Regions from separate parts of the Mus musculus genome. Here all the other regions are linked to region 1. Evidence: chromatin contacts called from public promoter capture Hi-C data. All regions are on one chromosome and are shown on one strand. The core of a region is the stretch at or near the end of the contact, and the rest is flanking DNA. Distances in the headings are between cores, read along the strand shown. Region 1 holds the start of Gmnn (geminin). Region 2 holds the start of H1f1 (H1.1 linker histone, cluster member). Region 3 overlaps Slc17a4 (solute carrier family 17 (sodium phosphate), member 4). Region 4 holds the start of Slc17a4 (solute carrier family 17 (sodium phosphate), member 4).

Region 1 (3,315 bases), core at 421-2,920:
TGGAATCTAGATTTTTTTTTTAGAAAATTATTTATACCACAAAAATCTTACTACTTTATGGTAGAACCACTATCTGTAACAATGGCACAGTGTCCTGTACAAACTACAGAGATCTCAAAAAGACCTGAGAAAAGGGCACTGGGAAAAGCCAAACAGACACTTGGGCCCATTCACCCTAAAGAACAGCATCATGCACATGACTGCAATCCTGGAACACGGTGGAGATAGGAGCCTATGGGAGCCTAGGCTACGCAGCCAAGAGCCTGTCTCAAAAACAAAAACAAAACCCAAGATCTTTTGGCTCCAACCAAGATGTCGAGCTCAGTGAGTACTGTGCATAACAAGCATGCACAAAGGCTCAGCTCAGTTCCTGGTACTGCATAACCAGACACAAGTCCATAATACCAGCAGCTGGGCAGAGAACCAGAATTCAAGGTTATAGTCAGCTACGTAGCAAACACAAGACCAAGCTGAATTTAAAAGGAGGCTAGGGGGAACGGTAAACTGTACCCCCCACCTCTTACTTACATGTAATTAAAAATTTACATTGTGCCCTGGCACTCACCCATGTATGCAAATATAAACAACTTATAGCCCAGCCAGAGTGGTGTTCTGTTATTTCCTATTCTATTTCAAGTTAATAAAACCCGATCGCCAAAAACAAAACAAAACAAAACAAAACAAAAATTGGGCAGCGGTGGCACACGCCTTTAATCCTAGCACTTGGGAGGCAGAGGCAGGCGGATTCATGAGTTCAAGGCCAGCCTGGTTTACAGAGTGAGTTCCAGGCCAGGGCTACACAGAGAAACCCTCTGTCTCGGAAAAACAAACAAACAAACAAACAAACAAACAAAAAACCCGATCGGAAACCTATTCGCAGGGGCTTTGATGTATTTCTCTTTTCTTTTTAAATGGCTAAGTGGGCAAAGCTGACCTTGAACTCCTGTACCTCCTGCCTCAACCTCCTGGGTGCAGGAGACTGAGCACTGACACCAGGCCCAGACTTGGATAACGAAGGCAGTGGGCCAAGATCCCGCTATCATTAGTGAGTCGTGAGCACAGAGACAGTGTCGGAGAACCTACTATCACCTACAGCGGCACCACTGGGAGAGCAGACGCAGGACTCAATGCCCTTGTCCCAGGAGTAGCGTTTGCTGCAGTTGGTGAGCAGGCGGGAGGGATCTACACCCAGTTCAACCCCTAGCCGTGCAATCAGCCCGGACTCCGAGGCAGCAAACTTCCCCGGGCGCGCCGGCCCCGCCCAACGCGGCGCGCGCCAGCCAATAGGAAGAGCGAACACCAGAGCGCGCCAAAACCGACCTCACCAATGGCGCAGCCCCTCGTCTCAGCTCGCCCAGCTTTGCCTTGCAGTCGGGCCGAGACTCGGGTCCCTTTCAAGTCCCCAGACTCGGGTCCCTTCAAATCGTCGCCTCCCAGGCCGGCTCCCCGTGGCTGAGAAGCAGGCCGGGCATTCGGGCCAGCCCGGCGATCCCGCGGCCGGAGTTGCACTCGCCCCGCCCTCGGTCTCCCGCGCCCTCGGACTCACAGACAGCAATGCTCAGTTCCCGGCGAGCGTGAGAGCCGCACAAGGCCCTGGCACCACACCGGATTCAACGACGCCAGAACGACCCGAACCTGCAGACTAACCCGCCGACCCGGTAGCTGACGCGCCGAAAGGCGGAGCCTCGGCATTCAGCCAATCGCCTCTCGCCGCCGCCCACCGCGCCCGTGGCTTCCGTGCGCCTGCGCACCCAGCCAAGGTGCGTGCAGTCTCTGGAAGAGGTCACCGAGGTTCCTCTTGCCTTAGGAGTGTGTGCCCTCTGACCTTGCCGTCTGACCCTCCGCTTCCGGCTCCAAGTGTCTGCCGGCGAGGACAAAAGAGACTCTCACTAGCGGCAAACACGAGAATATACATATATTTTTTCCAAGGTATTTTGTGTGTTTAGTTTTTAATATACATACATGCAAGCATGCATACCTAGATGCGCACACACTAAAGGAAGCAAATAAACAGACGAAACGTGATGACTCAAAAGTCACACTGTGACAGTCACTAGAAATAGCAAGGGCCCGCTTCAAGCTAACAAAAAAAGTTGAAGCTGAGGAATTTTAACTCTATACTTAAGACAGATGACTTTTACTGTATTTGAACTAGACCTCAATTAACTGGCAAGATGGCTCCTTGGTTGAGAGCATTTGTTCTTGCACGGGACAAACCTGGGTTTGGTTCCAAGCACCCACATGGTGGCTTACAACCATCCATAGCCCTTGTTCCAGGAGATCTGATGCCCTTCATGGACACCAAGATGAATATGCATCACACAGGCAACTTTGAAAAACCTAAACTATACCTCAGTAAATCTAAACAAAGGAGGGAGGGCTGCAATACAGGAAACCTCTATAAAGGACTTCCTGGCTGGCTATATAAATATAAGTTTAAAGCCAGCCAGGTTACATAGACAGAATGCAGTAGGGTTGCTAACACCAGAACCTGCTTTATCAGTCAATAACAATTTAGAAGGAAACAGAACTAGGGCCAAGGGAACCGCGATGGCCTAGAGGCTGAGAAAAGTCAATGTATTTGTCACCTTACTTGTTGCTGTAACAAATACCTGACCAGTGCAACTTAAGGAAGGGTTTGTCGGGGCTCACAATTTAAGCGTACAGTCCTCAGAGTCGGGAAGGTATGGCAGTGGGGGGAAGGGGGGCAGCAGGTCCCATACATGCAGGCCAAGCATTTGTACACATACAAAATGTTGCATGTTAGCCAGCACTAAATCCTGCTCAATGGGAAAATATTCTATCCATTTCCACAGAGAACCTGTATTCTATGGTCCAGCCAGTTACCACACTATCACCTCTCAGCCTCAAGTCCCCTGGCAAGTTCCAGAGGAACTGCATATGTGTTCTGCCCTCAGAATACTGGCGACTTCTCCTTTGCTCTCTCATGCTCTCTAGTGAGACCTGGACTTCAGGTCTGGATGAGGAAGAAAGTTCTTGGTGGGAAAGTTAAGATTCTTCCTACTCAAATTTTTGTGGATTATTTTGTTTGCTTGCTTGCTTCTCAAACAGGGTTTCTCTGTGTAGCCTGGACTGTCCAAGAACTCACTCTGTAGAACAGGCTGGCCTCGAACTCATAGAGATCTGCTTGCTTCTGCATCCCGAGTGCTGGGATTATAGGTGTGCACCAACACCACACTGAGGCTGTTACTCAAAGTTTTAAAAGAATTTTCTTTTCCTAAGAAATGCAATTTGAAGCTGGGTATGATAGCTCACACCTGTAATCCAAACACTAGGGAAGTTGAGGCAGGAGGA
Region 2 (3,315 bases), core at 286-2,785, 1.0 Mb before region 1:
TCGCGCACCAGGCGCTGGAACGGCAGCTTGCGGATCAGCAGCTCGGTCGACTTCTGGTAGCGCCGGATCTCGCGCAGCGCCACGGTGCCGGGACGGTAGCGGTGAGGCTTCTTCACGCCGCCGGTGGCCGGGGCGCTCTTGCGGGCGGCTTTGGTGGCTAGCTGCTTGCGCGGGGCCTTGCCGCCGGTGGACTTGCGAGCGGTCTGCTTAGTACGAGCCATAGCAAAAACTAGAAAGCAAGCTGGTGAGCACTTGGAGATGGTGAGTTCAGAACTACTATTTATAGTATGCAAAGGATAGTGATTGGATGAAAATACTGGTTATCTGTGACGTTTAAGACTCTGATTGGTTTATGTTTAAGAACTGCAGTTGAGGCTAAGGTAGTCTGCCGCGGTACTTATTTTTGTATGTGTGTGTTTTAAAGTAAATGGAATAAAATTCCAGTGACTGTTATCTTCTACAGCACATCTGCTTCCAAACACATTGCAGCTTGGACTTAGTGGCATTGAAGAATAGAGAACAATCTTGTTATCTTCATTATTGAAATGTAACAATGTGACTTCTACATTGAAGGAGAGTAGGCCAGATTCTACCTTTTGATTGGTTTACTGCCTTTCGTAAATAGCCACTAAAACAGCAGATTTAGAACTCTTCATTTGCGTGGAAAGTCTCCATTTTGTTGCAACCCACACTGTAAAGAAATGGAGAGAAACATGGGAGTAAAAGTACAGACGTCTGACTCGGGTTATTCTGAGCATTTCTTCATTAAATGGCTGTACTTGTATGGATGCTTTGAGTTCTTGCATTTGGAGCTTGAATTTTCAAAATACTTTCACGCATTTTTGGCCAGATATCACTGATACGTTCGAAAACAATTTTTTAACTATAAACTATAGAAATCGTCATACCATGTTAGGATTGCACTTTTAAATTCTTTAAAAAAAAAAATGGGCAAGACTTTCCCAGAGCTATTGTGTACTTGCATATCCTGGGAAAAGTCGTGTCCTGCCTTTTCTCTTTTTATTTGAGCCACTACTGGCTCACAATATGAAATCACTGTCGCAAGCTGACACTCCTTAAAAGAACACTAAGCCTCTTGCATAACTAAAATATAAAGTAACGATACATTGCTCCCATTACTGCCAAGAATCAATACTGAAACCCGCAGAGAAGGCCCACAAGCTGGCTTTCTGGGTTTTAATTGACTAATTTACAGCCACCTTTCACTAGTTGAGCTCCTTTTTGATAGGCATCTACCACTTTCTGATGATAAAACAGGAGAGTACAAGGAGAATCTGCTGTGGTTGAAATTCCACCTCAAGCAGCCAGCCGGAGAAGTTTTGAGGCCGCCTCCTCTACCTGCAAAAACACGAAGCTAGGTCGGTGGAATCGCAAAGGAGTTAGTTTCTGAAATCTTGCAGGCAGACAGGCGCACGGGAGGCGGGGCCTTAGGGTCCAGGGGGCGGGCGTTAGCATTCACCAATCACAGCACAGCACTGCTCTATAAATACTCCGTGCAGGGGCCTTGTCTTTCTACTTCTTTTCTTCGTCTTGGGTATAGCTGTTGTTTATTCATCAGCAACCATGTCGGAGACGGCGCCAGTCGCTCAGGCTGCTTCTACTGCCACGGAGAAACCTGCTGCTGCAAAGAAGACCAAGAAGCCGGCAAAAGCTGCCGCTCCTCGGAAGAAGCCCGCGGGACCTTCGGTGTCGGAGCTCATCGTGCAGGCAGTTTCTTCTTCCAAAGAGCGCAGTGGCGTGTCCTTGGCCGCGCTCAAGAAGTCGCTGGCTGCGGCGGGATACGATGTGGAGAAGAACAACAGCCGCATCAAACTGGGGCTGAAAAGCCTGGTGAATAAAGGCACACTGGTGCAGACCAAGGGCACCGGCGCTGCTGGCTCTTTTAAGCTGAACAAGAAGGCTGAGTCCAAGGCCATCACCACCAAGGTGTCAGTGAAGGCGAAAGCATCCGGGGCTGCTAAGAAACCTAAGAAGACTGCTGGGGCTGCAGCTAAGAAGACTGTCAAGACTCCGAAGAAGCCCAAGAAGCCTGCAGTTTCCAAGAAGACTTCCAAGAGCCCCAAGAAGCCGAAGGTGGTGAAGGCCAAGAAGGTAGCCAAAAGCCCTGCCAAGGCGAAGGCAGTGAAGCCTAAGGCTTCCAAGGCGAAAGTGACAAAGCCAAAGACCCCAGCTAAGCCCAAGAAGGCAGCGCCCAAGAAAAAGTGAACAGTTGGAGGCTTCTTCTATAAATAACCCAACGGCTCTTTTCAGAGCCACCAACATAACTCAAAGAGCCTGACACTTGTTTCACACTATAACAACTGCATTTGGGTACAAGCCTGGTGGGATTTAGGCATTATTAATTTCCCCCAGTAAACTGACAATTTGGGTCAGTCTAGTTTCTAGTTTTATTTCCCTGAGATTCTGGGAAAACAGCCTTGTTAGCCCTGGGAGGCGCTACCCTCTCCAGGTGTGGTGGATAAGCTCTCTATGGTATGGTAGTGCAATGGCCTGGGTGCCTCAACCAGATAAGGTCCTATTTTGCCAATGAGGATGAGAACTCAGGTGCTTGATCAGTAAGAGTGGGCTGCAGCAAGGGTTCACATGCAATAGAGTTTTTTTTGTTTTGTTTTTTTAGGGGGGGGGGGGGGGCCCGAGACCGGTTTCTCAGTGTAGCCCTGACTGTCCTTGAACTCACTCTAGACCAGGCTGGCCTTGAACTAAGAAATCCGCCTGCCTCTGCAGTGCTGGAATTAAAGGCGAACGCCACCACGCCCGGCTGCAATAGAGTTTTTTTAATTCAAGCCCACCAAGACTGTTCCTTACAGGAATGCTAGGTGCTTGGAGGCTTGGTTTTGTGAGGAAGTGGTTATCTCCCATGTACTGCAATGTTCACAGGCAGCTCTTGAAGCCTTTATTGATTTTTGCTAAGTAGCCACTTTTGTCCCTGCATTGATCCTCCTTCCTCCAAAGAGCTAGAGTTAACGCCCCACACCGTGATTTGCTGGGCTCCCTTATTCTGAGCTCAGTTTTTAAATTATTGGGGGTGGGGGGATTGTCTGGAAGTTGAGGGGCAACTTGAAATTGGTTCTCTTCCACTACTTGAGTCCAGGAGACTAGTTAAAGTCATCAGGCTTGGCGGCAAGTTCCTCTTACTCTGAGTGTCTTCTGGCCCTGAATTTAACTTTGTTGTCCTCTTTCAACAAAAAATTAGAAAACCAAGTGTCTGAGGCATTGGCCTGTTATCTCAAGTACACAGGAGGCCAAAGTAGTTTGGATCCTGAATTCAGGCTAGTCTGGGCTATAGAGTCAGAG
Region 3 (3,315 bases), core at 386-2,885, 860 kb before region 1:
CTTATCCAGGAAAGAAGAGTTTAACTTGTTAGGTCTTCCAAGGACTAAACGACCATCCCCACAGAGAGGGTATGGGGAATTGGGCTCACCAGACAAGGTCAGAGAAAAGGCAGCCCTGCTGGTAAAGAGAGTACTCAATTTTGTGCAGAGCTTAGAGGAGATATCCAGACATGGTAAACTGCAACCTAAATTACCAGGGTTTCTACAAAATTGGTTCCTTTTTCCCTTTACTTTATTAGCTTTACCTGTCAGCTTGACACAGCTTAGAGCTACCTGCAAAGGGAGTCTCAATTAAAGCATTGATCAAAGTAGATTAGCCTATAATGTGTTTTTAGCTGGTGCAAGAGAATCCAGCCCATTGTGGTCAGGACCACCCAGAAGCAGATGGTCCTGGGCTATATAAGAATCTAGTGAAATGTGAGGTTATGTCCTACTACCTCCCCCAACCCATGCAATGGACCACCACTCCTGGGATCGCACTGGAACCCCCCAAGCCAACTTTCTTATGCAGTGTGACCACTGAAAATCAGAACCTGATTATGTCCCTTCCCATTAAAATACCTCCACTGATTTCAATGTAAAGACCAACACTCTTTCTTCACTGGGTCCACAGCGCCACGTGTGTTCTTGACCTCCATACTTCTAGAACCTCTCATAGCCCACTCTGTTCTTATTCACCCGATTTTTCTCTCCTGCACCAAACCTTTCTATATGCTGCAGATTTTCCCAGAGGGTCTTCCTAGAACATCCCTAGCACCAGGCTCCTACATGAAGTGACCTTCAGATTCCAGCTCAATTGATGCTGTGTAATGGCGGCCACCCTTAAATTAGAGCATGACACTTCCTTATTTTAGTAAGATGTGCCCCTCCTTATTACATATTGCACAGCTATCACTACGCACTCCCTTGTGATACTTTTAGTAAAGTCACATATCCCCCTGTGATAATGAACTACTACAAGCTGTTCATGATTATGATGTCTGACCTGTTTCCATACACACTAATGTATCCATTAATATTCATTTAGTGTTTGAGCATTTCTCTTCTCTTTTGTTGTTCCTGTGTCACCTGTGTGGATTCTTAATGAAAAGAGACATTGGAAATGAAGTGAAGCAAGCACGGGTCTCACATACATTTTTAGGAGACATTTTACATCAAATGAGGCCTGGTGAACAATGGCTGCGATTGTAAGCATCAGAGAAACAGGCATAGGGTATCCATGATGCTGCAAAGCAGTACCTGAGGAGATCAGAGACACACAAGGCAATTCTACTCCCTAAGACTAAGACATAAGGGATTTGCACAAATCTACATACAGATGAGGGACCCAGGCTAAAGTGGTCAGAAAGAAGAAAGATGTGAATAGAACAGTGGACTCCAGAGAGTGCCTGGGTGGTTGGTGTTCTTATTGCAGAAGTGGTTTTGATCCAAAGCCAGGATCCACATACAGAAAGCTGTCTGGAATGACTAGATTCTACTACTCCTCTTGTATTAGTTGAAGAAAGTTCATTGCTTTTTGCATGATGGATTAATTTTTTTATTGCTCTTCATCCTGACTATTTTCAGTTAGACATCCTACACGCACCAAGAGCCACAGTAATTCTTTAACCTCCTCACTTGGCTACAGCTGCAGAACTTCCGGCTCACAAACATCCTGTTTTCCAGGCTGTCGGTTCTCTTTGCTGACAGCTTAGAGTTCGTGGTATCATTCTCCTGTGGTTCCAACTCGTCACTGCTGTACTTCGGGGCAAACTCTCCTCCAGTCCCATGGCAACAGGGGAAAGTATAGAGGATTTGTAGAACCTGTGATTTCAGGAGCACACAGTTCTAAATAACCAGTCTTTTCTTTCCTTTGTGAAATCTCCAGGCATGGAAAAAAATACCTTTAGTATCACACAGCCAGGGTCTCTTAAATGATCCTGAAATGAAGCCTCTTCCAGTAGGAGAGCTTTAGCTGTCCAGTGGGCACAAAAGCAAGTCTTTTTTACTCATCACTAACGTTGCTCAGAGATGGGTGAATGTCGGTTCCTTAGCCCAGTCCTGTACCTCTGCCCGGCTGAAGATGAGGTAGAAGAGCAGGCCTACTACATCAATAGCAGCTGCAAGGAAGAAGACATTTCTCCAGCCAAACTCTGAATCCTGGAGACAGGAAGCTACCTGTTAGTAATGGTGGCTTGCTTCTTGCCCCTGGCTCAGAACAGTTGTGGTTCTACACCTTGATGTTCCTTCTTCTATCTCAGCTCAGCCTTCATGGCTCCCATCTTGCTTCTGGGATAGAATGTTGCATGCCCCACACCAGGACCACATACCCCCTCTTCCCTCTGCTAAAGGCACTTCCCATCATTTGAGTCACTTTCTCACTTTTACTCTAGCACTTGTTTAATGTCACCTTTTCAAAGATTCCTCTTTGACCACACACACACACACACACACACACACACACACACAATCAGCCATGTTTCCTACTCTCTCTTTTCAGAATAATATGTCTGTAATTCACTTTAGTTTTCTGTCAATTTCTTTTTTCAATATGGATTTCATGGGGTACGACTGGGAGACTTTTGTATGTTTGTTTGCTAAAACAATTGGTTTAGTACATGCTAATATTTAATAGTTTGTTGAATGAATGAATGTACTGATCAGTCAGTCAAGTGGCAAGAGAAACAAAGCCTCTATGAGAATTACCTTTTAAACAATCCCTAGCAGTGTGCTTTCGGAGACTAGGAAGGAATGGAAGCTTCAAAAGCAAGAGGGAATTTGATTTCATTAAAACAAAAATCTTTTCTTAATCTCCTGCCTTTTCCCTGAGTTACTAACACACAGTCATGGGCAAGTTAAAAATGAGGATTTTTATAAATGTCACAGACATCCATTTCCATCTGAAATTTATATCTGTATAATTCTTAGGCAATGATCAAGTCATTGGGTTTAATTATTTATTTTTTTTTAACCTTCTCTTCTTTCAAGGATTTGTTTGTGAGACAGATTAACAACGTGACCAAACTGGCCTCACAAGTGCGGGGATTATAAACATGCACCGCCTTGCCTCGTATATTGTAACTATGTCAAGGTGTTTGTTCCCGGATGGAAGGCTTCAGACTTAGAAAGCAGCATCCCAGCACCAGGCTCCCGGAGCTTCTGCTCTGGGCAAATGGCTCATGCGTGGCAGAGCGAACACTTGGGAAGGCAGGTGTAAGCTGCAGGGAGCTTTTCACGCTGCTTCCATTCACTAAACCATTTGTACAGCCATTTCCAAAGACTTGTTAGCTTCCTAGATAGAAAAACTACTCCATCCTTGTTTGCCCAGAACATTCA
Region 4 (3,315 bases), core at 590-3,089, 850 kb before region 1:
CAGCCCTGGGAGAATTAGAAGCTTTAGTTAGGATGAGAGGAGAGGGGAGTGGCTGACAAAGAAAGCGAACAAAGGGCACCCAAACAGCCCCTTCATTCCAGGGTCCAGCCTGGAATTGGGAGAAGCTGTGTTTTTAGATGAAGTTTGGCTTTTTGTGCTCTCCATCGTATTAGGCCTATTATCCAGGAAACTGGGATTATGAAGTCTGAAAATGGCCATCTTACTACTACTACCTGACCATGAACACAGAAGCGGAGAGGCCGAGCAGATGTAAAGGGAAGTACCGTGGCCAGAGCTTCTGGTAAAGCAAAGCCATTCTTCTCTCGAGGGAATATGAAACATGTTCATATTAAAGATATGTAGAATGGGTCGGGTTTGTGCTTCCCTGTCTGTGCAAATGTTACCTAACACCCAGGCGTGTCGCTACTATAGCTGCAAGTGGACAGATACCGACAAGATTCCAGCTTACACCATCTGCAATTCAGAATAAAATTGACAAACAACTTAAATCCAAACCAACACTGGCAGAATGAAATGGGTCAAGCCTGAGATTGTGCTTGGAAACCTAAAACCATCTGCTGACTCTTGTTCACACCTTAGGGAGACTGGTTGGACAGAAGAGTCTCTCACTCATGGAACTGAAGACAGGATTCAGGCCAGCTTTTTCCTTTCTAGCTTTCCAGACCCTTGCAGTGACGCAATGCCTCAGAGTTCACCAGCCTCTGGCTCATTCACTGACCCAGTAAACATATGTGCAATAAATGGAAGGCTTGCTTCCGTGGCTTTCTCCAGCATGACTGGAGGTTTGCTCGCATGAGTGGCTCTGCGTCTACTTAAACAGAAGACCTTAATCTCTGGAGTTTGTCAGTTAGAGGAAGAGGGTTGGACAAGGCTGCTGAAGGGCAAAAGACATGACCACAGACAGCATGCAGGACACATGCTCCAGTGAGTCACAGAGTACAATATGATAAGAAAGAAAAACAAGAATGGCCTAGTTAGGAAGGAAGCAGAAGAGTACAGATGATAACAACTAAGGGGCTGACAGTGAGAACATACGATCTGCCTATTCTAACCACCCAGTCTGTTGGTATACCGTGGCTGTCTCTGAGCTGAGAGGGAAGTCCTCTCCCAGGAACATGACAGCAAAAGAAAAGAGCACTCTGGACCACTGCATAAAGCCATAGGGGGTTTTATTTGCTTCAGTCCCCCATTCTCCCATGAAAATTCTGTTTACTCTGGTTTTTTTGTTAATTTGACCTTTGAAGCCTATTAAAAATATTCTTTAAAACAACAGGGTGTTTTGGTTTGGTTTGGTTTGGTTTTTTTGCCTCAGTCTGTTTGGTTAGTGCTGTTTCTACAAACTAGTGTATCTCACAAAAACAAGTTAAATGCATGAGTGCTTTGTGCAATTTTCCAGCGTCAGTAACCCTAAGAAATGCAAGACCTGACCTTACGATTGGTGTTCCCTTCTAGTTGCTTCAGACAGTATTCTCTCTCCCTTTCTCCCTGTTTCCTACCTTTCCTGTCCCCACCCACCCACCGCTGGCTTTTGTCTCCCTCTTCCATGTCTGTCTTCCTCCCTCCCTCTCCTTCTGGAGTTCCTATAGACCTCGTTTGTTTTAGGAAAAAGCAGCCTCCTGTCTCACTTTTCACAACCATCTCCCAAAAGAAACCCAGTCCTGCACACCACCTATAATCTCAACAGGAAAAGGTCCGTTCCCACACCGTCAGAACCAGAGCAAGAACTGGAAAGCAAACCTGAGGAAGGCGGAGAGCCGGCTCTTGGCTGGGATCCTATCGGTTTCTCAGCTTTCTGCAGCTGTCTAACCCAGAGGAGTGAATTATTACTCAGGGCCTTTAGCTTTTATCTTACCAAATGGAGGCTTTTATTGGCTCAACCATTTAATTTTTAACTTTGTTTTATTATTTAATTGATGACCTGACCATGTTCACTCTATCTTCCTCATACTTGAAGTTCATGTGAAGTCACATACATCTTCCCAGATTCTCTGTGGGTCCTGCTACTACTCTTGCTTGCCTCATTTTTAACTTTTACATTATATGTGATTATTTATGTGTTAGAGTGTGTGTGGGTAAGTTTTCACTTATTGAGGTCAAAGGACAGCTTTCAAGACTGGGTTTTTCCCTTCCACCATGTTGATCTCAAGGTCACAATTCAAGCTATTGAGCACAATGACACTTATCTTTCCCTGCCAAGCTATCAGGTCAACCCTCTGAGCAGCTCATTAATGGCATCTTCATCATCTATGATCTCAGGAGTACAATAATCTTCATAGATAGGGTTACATCTTGTCTCTTAAGTGGCTGTTTTCCACCATATCCATGTTTAATAGAACTAATTTTACACAGAGAGCAGCTATAGGCCTACTGACCTTATAGAAGCCAGACACTTAGAGCTTAACATATTCTCAGGCCAGAGGCTTACTGCTCTAGGATTAATCTAGTGGTCTCAGCACTTGGTCCTCAGCTTCCAGCAGTGGTGCACACAACAGAGCCAGCGACATCCGGGGCTGCAGCTCTCGTACAAGCATCCAATCTTGGGACCTACGATGATAGATGTTGCGCTGTTTAGGATTCTGAGCTGTTGACAGACTCTTTTGCAGCTAATGGACCCGTGGTATCTGAGACCCTTTTGGTAGGTCTCTGGAACTCTTCCAATGACCTCATTTTCCTGTCTTCAGCTCTTCCTGGCTTTCGTGATCTCTGCCCTACCATCGCTGCTACCTTTGCTGCCTCCGCTGTGACCAGTGCTGCTGATTGATCCACGGTTGCAACTGTCACCCTTAAATCCTCTGTCCCCTCACCCTTCCTTCCTGTTACCAACTCATCCTGCTCTAAAATGATAAAGATCAAGCACAGGTGAGAATAGATCACCTGAGAGTTCTATCTTAGGCCTCAGGCTCATGCTGCTACATCAGGATGTTGTCTCTCACCAGAGTGACAAAGTGAACCAAACAACCTGTTAATGTAGCCAGAACAAGGTACAGCAAGGAGTCTGCCCTGTCCTCCAAACATTGCTTCTTCCAAATGAACCACACTTGCATCCTCCAGAGGGGCCTCTGCAAATGGAGCATTGTAGGCGCCAACCATAGATCTCTTTGTGGTCAGCAGTCTCTGGCTAGTGGGAGGCTTCTGACACAGTCTGGGAAATGTCAGGGCTATGTCTGAGCAGCTGGCAGCTGTGGCTGATATATTACCTTCTCAAGTGTTTTGTGGGGAATTCAAAATAGCAGAGCTGGCATGAAGGGAGGGTTGCTGGCTGTGGAGTAGACAGTGCTTCTACCAAGGCAACCA

Evidence for each region. Promoter capture Hi-C pulls out the DNA fragments that hold promoters and counts their contacts.
Region 2: a contact with region 1 is called in a promoter capture Hi-C map of pre-B cells, with 5 times the contacts expected there. The contact joins the promoter of H1f1 here to the promoter of Gmnn in region 1. A contact is called at or near these places in 12 of 39 promoter capture datasets (3T3-L1-derived adipocytes, the HPC-7 cell line, cranial neural crest and 9 more), 1 of 484 Hi-C or Micro-C datasets (embryonic stem cells), 12 of 115 datasets of contacts at active chromatin or transcription factors (T-cell acute lymphoblastic leukemia, astrocytes, bone marrow-derived macrophages and 6 more) and 3 of 9 other capture datasets (adipose tissue, macrophages and pancreatic islet).
Region 3: a promoter capture Hi-C map of pre-B cells shows a contact between it and region 1, with 4 times the contacts expected there. The contact joins the enhancer-like site here to the promoter of Gmnn in region 1. A contact is called at or near these places in 5 of 39 promoter capture datasets (cranial neural crest, hippocampal neurons, liver and 2 more) and 2 of 115 datasets of contacts at active chromatin or transcription factors (bone marrow-derived macrophages and large pre-B cells).
Region 4: a promoter capture Hi-C map of pre-B cells shows a contact between it and region 1, with 3 times the contacts expected there. The contact joins the promoter of Slc17a4 here to the promoter of Gmnn in region 1. A contact is called at or near these places in 5 of 39 promoter capture datasets (cranial neural crest, frontonasal cranial neural crest, hippocampal neurons and 2 more) and 2 of 115 datasets of contacts at active chromatin or transcription factors (large pre-B cells and pancreatic cancer cells).

What each region holds. Positions count from the first base shown.
Region 1 is chr13:24,760,267-24,763,581 of GRCm38.p6, forward strand. Gmnn (geminin) reads right to left here and starts at 1,671. Exons shown (of 7, transcript NM_020567.2): 1 at 1,547-1,671.
Region 2 is chr13:23,762,133-23,765,447 of GRCm38.p6, forward strand. H1f1 (H1.1 linker histone, cluster member) reads left to right here and starts at 1,536. Exons shown (of 1, transcript NM_030609.3): 1 at 1,536-2,280. The coding sequence starts at 1,585. The coding sequence ends at 2,226. H3c1 (H3 clustered histone 1) reads right to left here and starts at 254. Exons shown (of 1, transcript NM_013550.5): 1 at 1-254. The coding sequence starts at 221.
Region 3 is chr13:23,896,771-23,900,085 of GRCm38.p6, forward strand. Slc17a4 (solute carrier family 17 (sodium phosphate), member 4) reads right to left here. Exons shown (of 12, transcript NM_177016.3): 12 at 1,119-2,139. The coding sequence ends at 2,005. Among named protein-coding and RNA genes, the nearest start is that of Slc17a4, 17 kb to the right of the region's middle. Within about 2 kb of position 1,636, at least 30 of the 459 cell types and tissues checked have an H3K27ac peak or open chromatin away from gene starts, as enhancers often do. A contact at or near this core is called in pre-B cells, where this site is marked.
Region 4 is chr13:23,913,168-23,916,482 of GRCm38.p6, forward strand. It overlaps Slc17a4 (solute carrier family 17 (sodium phosphate), member 4), which reads right to left and starts at 1,840. Exons shown (of 12, transcript NM_177016.3): 1 at 1,759-1,840.